Regions from separate parts of the Mus musculus genome. Here region 1 is linked to region 2. Evidence: chromatin contacts called from public Micro-C data. All regions are on one chromosome and are shown on one strand. Each heading gives the region's core, a stretch centred on a gene start, on an enhancer-like site or on the middle of the called end of the contact. The rest is flanking DNA. Distances are from core to core; before and after follow the strand shown.

Region 1 (5,560 bases), core at 814-3,313, 220 kb after region 2:
CAAGAGGCCGGTGTTCCTTTGACACAGCCTCCCACTTCTGCAAAGTCCTGCTGTCCTGGAAGCAGTGACTCCAGACTCTGGGGACACCAGTGCAGGCCTCTCAGATGAGGCCAAGTAGTCAGGGCCACGACCCCATGAGGGGCCATCACTGTCTCACACATCGACTCCTTTATCCTTAACCTGCCTCACAAGAATGAAGCAACAGCAAGACAAGGCACTCAATGCCAGACTTCGGTTCTGCCCGCCTGGAGCTCGGATCACCCATGTGAGGACTCCCACCACCCGTGTCACTGTGAAGACTGCTTGTCTGGTACTTTGGAGACCATGAATGGTAAATTTGGAATGTTCCAGGAAAACAAAAGGCCAGTGCGGGAGAGACAAGAGAGGAGAGATGTGAGCAGAGACTCAGGAGACCATACTGGATGGGTGGGCACAGGTCCATCACTATGTTCTTACCAGAGGGAATTTGGATGTAAAAAAAAACCTAGAGAGGAGAGTCTAGGGGGGTGCAAAGCAGAAGTGGGAGGGGTGAAACTAGGAGGCCAGGGAAATGTCCCTGTTTCCAGAAAAACCTAGAGCCAGAAGGGGCAGGAAGGAACCCTCCTGTGTATTCTAGATACATAGGAATCACATTCCGATGTATACCCTGGTCTCAGACTTCTGGTCCCTAGACTGAGAAAGTCTGTTTTCAACCTCCAGCCTATGCAATCATAGCCCCCCAATTTGGTGGCACTTTGACAGCAAATGATCCAGGAAAACCCTTTCTGAGGTAGATGACGAGGCAGCCCCAGGTGAAACTTCCCTTTCCATCCCAGACCGGCTCCAGCCCTGCATGGCTCACCTATACTTAAAACGGGACATCTGAGTCACGTGATAATGAGCAATTGCTTATTGGGCTCTCAATTCTGGAGACCAGGAAGTCCCAGGTGACGGTGGAGGCTTTGGAGCGGCTTCATCCATGGCAGAAGGCAGAAGGGCAAGAGCTCTTCTGTCAGACCCAGAACTTGAGAGGTGAAGTCATCACACACTAAGGGCTTTAATCCAAGACTCAAGGCAGAGACTCAGCCCCACCTCACAGTATTGTTCCTCCATGGAATAAAGTTGCAACAGGTAAACTGTGGGGACACTGAATCCTTGGCAACTGCATCAGAGTCATCAAGTGGGGCCACCAGAGCCCCACTCCTGCCCCATCTCAGAAAGTGGGACTCCAGTTCTTGGCTCATACCTGAGCTATCCTGGATCCTCCCTTTATTTATGTCCTGAGCCCCTTGGAGCTACTTTTGGGTCTGCTTCAGAAGGCAGCCGCTTGTCACCAGCTAACAGTCCCGAGTCTGTCCCATCCTTGGTCCTGGGTGTCCTTGAAGCTCTAGATCCAGAGGGCTCCTGGCTTCACACAGAATAAAAGCCAAAGACTACATAGGGTGGAGGCTCTGTGCAGCCTGCTCCTCAGGCCCTGGATAGCTACTCAGGGCCTTGCCTCTCCCTGCCAAGAGTGGGTGATAAAGAAGCCAGAACCAGTAGCACATTGTAGACCCTAGAGGAGCCAGCCTTTCCCTGAGCAAAATGTATGTGCCATGCTGGGATTCCAATAGTAAGGGTGTCTCCACACCTGGGTAACAAGGGGCACAAAGTGGAATGGGCAGGGCCAGGAAGTCTCATCTTGGGGGTTGGAAGCAATCATAAGGCTGTGTTTCTCTGTCCTCTGCCAGGATCATCTGATGGCGCTCACATTTATCAGGCCTGCAGTTAGCAGGGTAAATGAGGCTGCCGGCTCCTGACAAACATGGGGACAAGCGCAGGCTGGGTGGCACCGTGCAGCTTCAGTGCACCAGTAATTGCTCCTTCCTGGAAGCTGAAGAAGTGGAAGTCAGGAGGGGACCCCCCTGCCTGGGGTGCGGTGGGGAGGGGGAGAAGCCTGGGAGGCAGGTGGGAACCTGGGGAGGAGGGAGGGAGGGCTGGGAGATCCACCATCCATCCTGCTAGAAATACTGCCTAGAGAGCCTCTAGAGATCAGTGGGGGATGCCCAAGCCTCTGGCTCACAGAGTGACACCCGTGACTTTAATGAATCAGCAGCTGACACAGCATCTGCTAATGGCCATCCCTCCCCACTCCCTTCCCTGCCCATCCTTGAGGATCCTGGATGGGAAGGGCCCAGGATAAGGGCTTTGGAGCAGGCTCCTCCTCTTCGGGTTCTGACCAATAAGTGGCATCCCTGAATGCCCTAGGGACAAGAGGATCCTCTGAAGGAACAGCCTAGGAGGGTGGTCAGGGTAGGGGGGAGGTCCTGCCTCTACCAGGCTCATTTCTCTGCTAAGGCTGGGCACTTAGAAGGAGACCTATCCAAGGAGGGAGTATGCTGTATGGGGCAATAACCAGATGTGCCCTCCAGGCTCACCCCCAAGCAGGGTGCATATCAGAGGAGCCTCTCAGGAAGGTAGCAGCTGAAGGAAAAGGTAGGGACATGCATGTGGGCAAGAGGCTAAAGCCCTCCAGAAAGGAAGACCCCACAATGTGCTCCTATGCTCACCAGAGCAGCCCCTATCACAGACAAGGGCAGCTGAGAAAAGAACAGAATTTACAGGCAATCACAAAGCCCAGGCTCCCGAGAGTGAAGGAGAGACTGCCTCCTCACCTCTTCCTGTCCCCTTCTCCCCTAAGCCCAGGCCTCTTGCCCTATGTGTCCATGTGCACCGGATTGCCAGTACTCTGACCCTCAGCAGTTGGCACACAGCCCGCTCCAGACATGAAGGCAGCAAGCTGGGACCTTTTTCCAAAGTGAGTCACGAGTTGCCAAGAAGCTAGTAGAGGGAGAATATAGAGGCTGTTACCGGAAGCCAAGGGAGCATAACCCTGATGTGAGACCTGGGTCTCCGACCGCTCTTGGCCTCAGTTTCTCTACCTGTAGGATGGGATAATTACAAAATGAATTCTCGGGTGCCGGGAGGCTCCATGAGTCAATGTCTGAGACTCAAATTAAGAAAAGCCAGGTGCTGGGCAGATGTGGGGATCTGAGGAGATTGGGATGTTGCCATGGTGACAGGAGCTCCGCGTTTAGTGGTAAACATCTCCAACCCTCAGAAGCAGCCTCTTCACTATCTTCTGACATCTTGAAGAGAGGCACAGCCAGGGTGCAGCCACAAGTGACACTCTGGCCCAATGGGCTGTCCAGGAGCAGCCCAGTCCCTGCACAGAGACTCCAAGCGTGCAGGTAGAGACAGCACAGCAGTCGGCAACAGGGCAGGGCAGGACAGCAATGGACAGCTGGGATGGCACCATGCTCCCTGTGGCCCAATGCACTTGACTTTAGTAACCACGGAACAAGCAAGGGCTTTGCAAAGCTGCCCCACCTGTCAACTACACCAGATCCTGGCAAATGGACCTCATAGGCCTGTCCACATCGGTGCAAGGCTGCCCCCTACAGGTACGACTGGAGATTGCAGGGCAGATTGAAGCGCTACAGAGTCAGATGTAGATCTCTACACTCAGGACCAGTGCCTTCTGTAGGCACTGGTGTCTTGGCACTGAAGGTCCTGCCTGGCCCGTGTGTGGGAGGCACAGATGCCAGTGAGAAGCACAAATACAGCATAATCAGCAGGCAAAACTTTGAGGACAGCCAAAGCTAACCCCCCAGAGTAGAGAAGTCTTTCTGCCACCACCCCACAGAACCCCATGGTGAGGAAAAGAGGGAGAGAAGGGAGGAGAGAAGGGAGGACAGAAGATGGGAGGAAGGTAAGAAAAGAGAGAGGGAAGAAGGGAGGACTACTGGGGGTGCCTGGGGAGTTTCCCCTTGACTTCAGCCTGGAGAGACGTATGATGTGAACTCTCAGAAGTTTCGGGGAGACACAGCAGATGTAAAGGCCTCAGAGTGGCCCTCTGCCTGCCTGCTGGGATCAGCAAGATCTGGAGTGGAGCCATGATATTAAAGTTTCTCCCCAGGGAGAGACATAAGCAATGGCTTCCCCTTCTCCTAAGGCCCCAATGGTAAACTGAGGCGCAATTCCACCAAGGTTCTCTCTGGGGAGCCAATAAGTTGGCCTTCCTTACACAACACAGGTGAGGGGTTACATGCAGGGGTGTGGGCATTGCTACCCCCAACAGATAGCACCTAGACAGCCCTTACCCAACAGCTTTCCCTTAGATGCATAGATGGAGCCCTCTCCCCTAGTCTTCCTTGGTCCCTCTAGCCCTTCCCTGTTGTCACATGCAATTAAGGCAGAGTCACAAACAGCAGGTGATAGTCTGGATACTCAGGTGAGGGTCTTATAACTTTCCACCCCTCCATAGTGGCTGCAAACCGTCAGCAAGCCTTTCTGGGATCAGCCTTTTGCAGCAGAACTCCCCAAGATAACAGTCGCTTGGCTCAGAGGGCCAGTCACTCACAACGAGCCATCAGAAGAAGAGGTCAAGAGCCAGAGGTAAAACTGTGCCGGGCCAAGGTGCACATGCTGGAATAGCTGGAGAATGAGTGTCACAGGTCTGCCTCCTGCGGCGGTCTGCAGTGGCTGTGAGGGGAGAGATCATAGGAGACTACATCTGAAACGCAGACAGCGAGGAAGCGATTGTCCACACCAGGGGAGGCCCTACAGAAGCTGGACAGCAAGCAAGTCAGAGTTCTCTGAAGCTCTTTTCCCAGCTCTGGGCCACGGTGCGGACACCAACCGGGGAAGGAGGCCCCTGCAAGCCAAACTAGCAATCCCACTGGAAATATCAGAAGCTTCAAACCCTGGAGCAATCTCTCAGACACAAACACACCTGGAGTATCTGTGACCCAGCAGGGCAGGGAGAGCATAGAGCCCCTCCAGGACACATTCGCCTTTGATTGGAATTTCTGCACCAGCTTCCCCTCCGGCCCTGCCAAGTTAGAATGGGGGCAGGACTTCCGCGCAGTAAGGTCTCAGGGAAGCTGAAGGAGAGGATCTGGCCAGCACAGGGGTGTTCAGGTGCTCTCTATCCCTACTGTATCCTGTCCATCCCAGAGCTTGTAACAGCACAGGAACACAAACAGATAGGCAAACAGACAGACAGACAGACCCGGAGGCTCAGGTCAAACCCTCGAGCTAGGTACACGGGAGCCCCCTGAGACTAACTCCAGGAGAGTTGATGGACAGAAGAAAAGCAGGTATTCCCAGTGATCCTGTGAGGAAACTGGTCCATTTTATAGACAGTACAATTGAAGCTCTGGGAGGTGAAAGGAGCCCTCACCTACCTCAGCACCTGGAATATATCCGCTAAACCAGCAGTTCTCAACCTGTGGATCGCAACCCCTTTGGAGATCCGCATATTAGATACCCTGGATAGCAGATGTTTGCATTATGATTCATAACCGTGGCAAAATTACAGTTAATGAAGTAGCAATTTGTGATGGGGGGTCACCACAACACAAGGAACTGTATTAAAGGGTCATAGCATTGGGAAGTGAGAACCACTGACCTACACCATGCCAGCTGGCATCCAAGCAGCCCACTGTCCCCAGGGACCCTAAGGCTGAGTTCAGGAAACTCTTCGTTCCCCTGGAGGAGAGGAGCTCTTCTGTGCTGGGGACAGCTGCAGCCACCTCCC
Region 2 (6,009 bases), core at 162-2,661:
TGGCTCTGGTTTCCCTCAGCTCTGTCCCTTACTTTAGGAGTCTGTAGTTTGCCTCTGCACCCAGGCTCCCTGCACCTCAGTGTTATGTCCCTTCTTTGTCTTGAGTGAGTCTTGGGTGGTCAACAAGGACTGACTTGGCCACTAGCAGTGTGGACCAGGTCCTGGTTAGCCCCCAGGACAAGCCATCGCCTCCCTGACTAGCTATTGTCACCTGCTTCCACGAGCCTCCTCTCTCAGATCTGCTCAGCAGGGCTTGGCGTGGATACTATGTAAGTTGGGAGAGTCTCTGAAGGACAGACAGGAGAGACTTTAAGAAGCCAGTGGCTGGTGCCACCTTCACTCAAAGGGTCCCAAGTCATTGGCCACAAAGCTCCAGCTCCTGGAGCAAGGAGGCTTCCAGGTCCAAGTTCAAGCAGCAAGAGGTAGGCTAGCCCATTGGTTCCAACACAGGCTCCAGAGGGGAACAGATGTGTGTGTGTGTGTGTGTGTGTGTGTGTGTGTGTGTGTGTGTGTGTGTGTGTGTAAAACAGCTGGACAATAGCAAGTGCTTTAATAAGGGTCACTCAGGGTTACCTAACAGGACACCCAACAGGACAGACAGATCTAGCTGTGTCCTCAGTGCAGAAGAGACAAGCAATGAGGGTGGTATGTAGGAGAGACTCTGGCTTGCATGCATCTGTGCTGGGGACATGGCGGCCTCTTGGGGCCAACTTCTCCTTGGCTGTTTGACCTTGGCTGTGCTCATGACCTTCAGAACCGCAGTAGCATTAAATGGAAGGAGGGACTCCCACCTGAGAGGCCAGTAAGGTGGCATCCCTTTCCTTCCCTTCACTCAGGCTCTGGCTCCCTTTCATGCCCCACTTTGTCTCCCACGGGGTGGCCTCACAAAGGATGATGCTGTCGGCAGAGGGGGTCCAGTCCCTCTGCTTGAGGACGCTGTGCCACTGTGAAGAATTTAGTGTGTGAGATGAAGGTGTGGGTCGGTGGGTGGAGGGCTAGCCTAGCATGCATGGAGGCCCGTGGTCCATGCCCAGAAAGTGGGTATGGGAAGGTAGGAGGATCAGAAGTCCAGGGCCAGCCTGGATACATGAAACTCTATTTCAGAATAAAGACTTTTAACATGATCCCTGTCCTTTCCATCAGAAGGAAGCTGTCTGGAAGCTGATGGGATGTCCTTGTCTTATTGGCTGGGGAGCTGGAGGATGGGCCAGGTGGTTCTTTGGCACAGGGTAGTGGGCAGCACAGCTTGGGAGTGGGGCTACAGGTGGGCTGTGCGCTTTAGAGCTCTCTTATTCTAGTCTTATTCTGCTACCCTTCTCCCTGTCGCCTTTCTCATTCAGCCGTGGGAGGCTCGTGCCTTTTAACACACACATCCTGGCTGTTAATTTTTAATGTTATGCTGGTCAATAATTGATGGAGCCGCTTTAACAGGAAACCCGTGTTCCACATCAGCTGTCTCACAGGGCCGCCCTTCCCTCGAAGGCCTCTGTCTGGAACTGCCCACCTCCTGCCCCACGGGGAATCAAGACTCCTTCATCTCCTGCATCAAAGGTTTCGAACCACTTACCCACTCTTGTCCCATTAGCATCTCCAGCAGCCCCAGAAGGTCAGGAGCCTCAGTGGAAAGGTGGAGCCAAGACACGGAGGCTCACGGCTGCTCACAGTCAAACAGCAAGAAGGGGTAGAGAGTAGAATAGGGTGCCCACTCCTGCCCAGGACTCTGCCCTGGCCCTGTGAACTCTGATGATTCAAGTATGCCCTATTCTCCTGGGCAGGGAGCAGCCCAAGTGGTTAGGGCTCTTACTGCAGTGGACACAGGGAGAGAGGTCCGCGGAAGTATCACCCCATCAAAGAAATGGTCTCAGCAAGGTTCTGAGGGATGAAGAGGAATTTGTTATGGCCCAGGAGCAGTACTAAATGCTGGGATCAGGTCTACTGCGCATCCTCAGCCCTGACCTGCAGCCCAGTCTTCAGCCTATGTCTTGTGAATCGTGTGGAACACATCTACGGCCCCTAGGGTGTCATCCTCGTCCCTTATTAGCCATGGCTGTCTATCCCTCTGGTCCCACTTGCCTCCTTTTAAGCCTGGATGCAGACTGGGATCTGTTTCTGCTTTCTGCAATCTAACCTGTTAGTCACCCAGGCCCAGCCCAGACTCTGTCACGGTTAGCTTTAGCCGTCAACTTCACACAAATGTGGAGTTGTCTGAGAAGGAGGGCTCGCAGCTGAAGAAATGCCCAGATCAGAGCAGCCTGTGCGCATGTACATTGGGCATTTTCTTGACTGCTAATTGTTGTGGGCCCAGCCCACAGTGGTTGGTGGCATCTCTAGGCAGGTAAGCCACTAAGGAACATTCTCTGGTAGCCTCTGCTTCAACCTTCTGCCTCGAGCTCCTGCTTTGGCTTCCCTCTATGGAGCCTGTAAGCCAAATAAACTCTGTCCTCCTCAAGTTGCTTCTGGTCAGTGTTTTATCACAGTGACAAAAAACAAACTAGGACACCTCCCCTACCACCCTCTCACAGGGGTGGGGTATGGAGAGAAGCTCCATCCAGGGTCAAAGCCAAGCACAGCGTGTGAACGTTCACTTCCTGCATGGTACACACGGATATACTAGATCACACGAATCCCATAGCACACCCACGTCCTGGTTCACACTCAATCATAAATCAGAGAACACACACAGACACACAGACACAGAGACACAGAACACACATACATACAGATACACACACATACACAGAGGCACATACACATAGACACACAGACAGAGAAAACACACACACAGACACACAGACATACACAGACACACACAGACATACACAGACACACATACACAGAGACACAGAACACACAGACACACACACAGACATACACAGACACACATACACAGACACAGAACACACATATACACAGACACACACAGATATACACAGACACACATACACAGAGACACAGAACACACAGACACACACACACAGACATACATAGACACACAGACACAGAACATACATGTATAGACACATAGACAGGCACGCGCAGAAAGACAGACAGACACACAGATACAAAACACACACTTATAGACACACACAGACACATAGACACAGAACACACATAGACAGACACACATACACACAAACACACATAGACAGACAGACAGACAGACAGACACACACACACACACACACACACACACACACACACACACACACGCACGCACACACACACCACCCCTTATCCTTGTTCACTACTGCCAAAACAGCCAGAGACAAGCCATCTTTCATGGGTGGTAACCTACCCAGCATCCCTGCTGGGCCTCCGTGCCTGAGGGAGACCCACCTGTCCTTTGGACATCTCATTCCTCTTTTTCACCTGTGGCCTGTCCTGGCAACTTAGGATCCACCCCATCCTTCTCTTCTCTCCTGAGACCCAGAGTGCCCAGTCTTCAGTACACTGGCCTGCCATGCCATACCCGAGTCTCTCTGGCTGTGCTCTCTGCCTGCCCTGCACCCATACCTTTCAGGTCCCATCCACTCCAGAGCAGCCCTTGCAGCCCCCACCTGGCCTGGGCATGGCCACCGTTCCCCTTGGCGCCACCTGCCCACTGTGGTACTTGGTCTCCCCAAACCCCACCCGGAGGCTCCGATTCTCCAGACTAATGGACTCTGGGCTCTAGTCTCCAGGCACCACAAAGAGCTCTGCCCCTCCTCCTGCTGTCAGCTGGGAGACACACTATTGCCATCGACTGACTAATGGCTTTTAGGAAGACAGAGTATTGGTCTATTACATGCGTGTATCGATCGGGACCCATCTGGACTGGTGCTCTGCGAGGCAGCAAAGATGCGAATTCTTGGAAACATAGAAGCGGCACAGTAGAGGCCGGGACACAGTGATTACAAGAGGGAGACTTGGAAGCGTTTCTCTGGCCCAGTGTCAACAAGCCCTCTGTATACCCTCTGACCTCTGACCCCATCCTATGGAATTAGGTGTCTTATAAGGGAGTCGGCTCCCTCACTGTGAGGGCACTGGTCAGAAAATGTCTAGAAAGGCCATTGGGCAGCTCAGGTCAGTAGATCATAGGAGAAGGGGGTTGGGAGGGGCAGTGGAAGCAAGACCTATCCCCCTGTTAAGTAGCAGCCAAGGGTCCCTGGGTTGGAGGAGACTCTTGTCTCCATAAGTCTCCGGTAGAGTATCAGGGGATCACTTGGCTGGGTTAGGGGTGTGTTGAAGAATGGAGGCTGAGGGTCCAGCATAGCTATGCTCTTGCCACCCAGACTCACAACACCTAGCTCCAGCTGCTGAATCTTTCTGAACTCCAGCCAGTGGCAGCATTGGAAGGAAGTAGTTGCCGGGGTACAAAGATCCAGGGACCGAGCATATAGCAGCAAATTCAACCCCAGGTCCCTTCTCTTATGTGGCCGAAGGAGCAAAGACATAAGCTGTCCTCTATCTCTAGCTGGGGTGGGGCATGGGGTGTTGTCCCTTCACAGGCAGGTGTGGGCTTTCTTGGGGTCCTTCTCATGAGTAGGTTGCTGCAGCTCAGAGGGTGATAATAGGGATGCTGCCATGGATGTGGAAGGATGGGGGGCTCATCCCTGGCCTTTACGAAATGCCTCTTTGTCAATGACTCATAGGTCTGGCATCTCTATACACAATGTCTGTGTTAGGACACTCTGATGAAAGTTCCATGCAAGTGTGTGGGCTGGGTAACATTGGTCCCCACACCGGGGCACAGGCCTGTGTGAGGGAGACCGGCTGGGAACCGGATGCCCTGTTGCTATACTCCCAAGCCCCCAGCACACCTGTCTGCACTCTCTCAAAGCTCCTGCTTCCCCCAGGTGGACAAGTAGAGGCTTACTCAAAGACCCAGGAATCCAGACAGAAAGCTGCCCTCTCCGCAGCCTGCTGAGAGGCTCCTGGTCTTTCAGACCTACAGTCTGCTGGGAACTGAGGCTGGAAGAGGTACCTGTGACCTCAATGCTCCGTCAAGGTCACCCTGGAATGGCTTCCCATGTGTCTGCCCATGTGTCTGCCCTTGAAGGAAGGCATTGATTTTTTCCAAGCAAAGCAGGCGGAGGTCAGTGTGGACCTTCTCTGAAACAGCGGTGGCTTTTGAAGGCTCTGAGCTCTGCCTTCTTTGTCCCTTGACTCCTAATGCTCAGTACAGGGCATAGACCCTGTAGGTGGCCTCCAAAAAACACTGGTTGTCTAAGTGATGTCTGTGAAACCCTTGGTGCCACTCCAAGGCTGGGGCTGGGGCTGGGAAGCTGGTAAAGAGAAGCCTATGATGGCCCCACTCGGGACAAAAGACCAGGCAGTACCGAACCAGTGGCCAGTCCTGTTTTCTACTCTCCCCTGTTCCCTGTGTCCTGGGATGGCCTGGAGCTGATGCACTGTCTTTCTAGAACAACAGTCGCCCTATATGCTGCCCATCAGCTGCCTGTCTGGGGGTGACCCCTGCAGACAAGTTATTTTTTTTTTAACATGAACAGAAGAGATGCATTTGTCCCCAGAGAGGTCACAGGCTAAAGGGCAGGTGAGGCTATTTGAGGTGACAACATTCCAGCACTGGAATCCGAATGCCTAGTGACAAGGAAGGAGTCAGCCCGCACTGGGCATCATATCCTCAGGGGCCAACAGAACCCCCCCTACACTGGCCGAATCCCAGCATCCAGAGCGGTCACATACTGCCTGCTTTTGAGGCAAAAACACCCCACTCAGCTCATCATCACCAAATGCAGAAGGGATGCTCTAGGCCAGCCCATCCTGCAGATATCTCCTAGGCAGACAAGATGGACCAGCACGTACATTCCCCATCCCCAAAGCACAGACACAGTCAACACGGGAGCATAACAGGAAATGTGGAGTTTTGAAGGGCTACCCTCTCCCCGTTCATTACAGTATTATTTAATCACCAGCTCACACACTGTGTGTGTGTGTGTGTGTGTGTGTGTGTGTGGCCATTTAACAAGAGGCTCCCAAATTCCCACTATCTTCTTGGCCACTTTTGGC

What was found. Hi-C and Micro-C count contacts between places; a contact is called where the count stands out from the background.
Region 1: a Micro-C map of embryonic stem cells shows a contact between it and region 2, with 2.9 times the contacts expected there. The contact joins two enhancer-like sites. A contact is called at or near these places in 1 of 15 datasets of contacts at CTCF or cohesin (large pre-B cells), 18 of 484 Hi-C or Micro-C datasets (B cells, the C2C12 cell line, CD4 T cells and 9 more), 9 of 115 datasets of contacts at active chromatin or transcription factors (SST interneurons, astrocytes, a beta-TC-6 cell line and 5 more) and 1 of 9 other capture datasets (embryonic stem cells).

What each region holds. Positions count from the first base shown.
Region 1 is chr15:84,611,023-84,616,582 of GRCm38.p6, forward strand. No RefSeq gene overlaps it. Among named protein-coding and RNA genes, the nearest start is that of Gm34201, 14 kb to the right of the region's middle. Within about 2 kb of position 2,064, at least 24 of the 459 cell types and tissues checked have an H3K27ac peak or open chromatin away from gene starts, as enhancers often do.
Region 2 is chr15:84,394,145-84,400,153 of GRCm38.p6, forward strand. All of the region lies in intron 4 of Shisal1 (shisa like 1), which reads right to left. Among named protein-coding and RNA genes, the nearest start is that of Gm46527, 34 kb to the right of the region's middle. Within about 2 kb of position 1,412, at least 7 of the 459 cell types and tissues checked have an H3K27ac peak or open chromatin away from gene starts, as enhancers often do.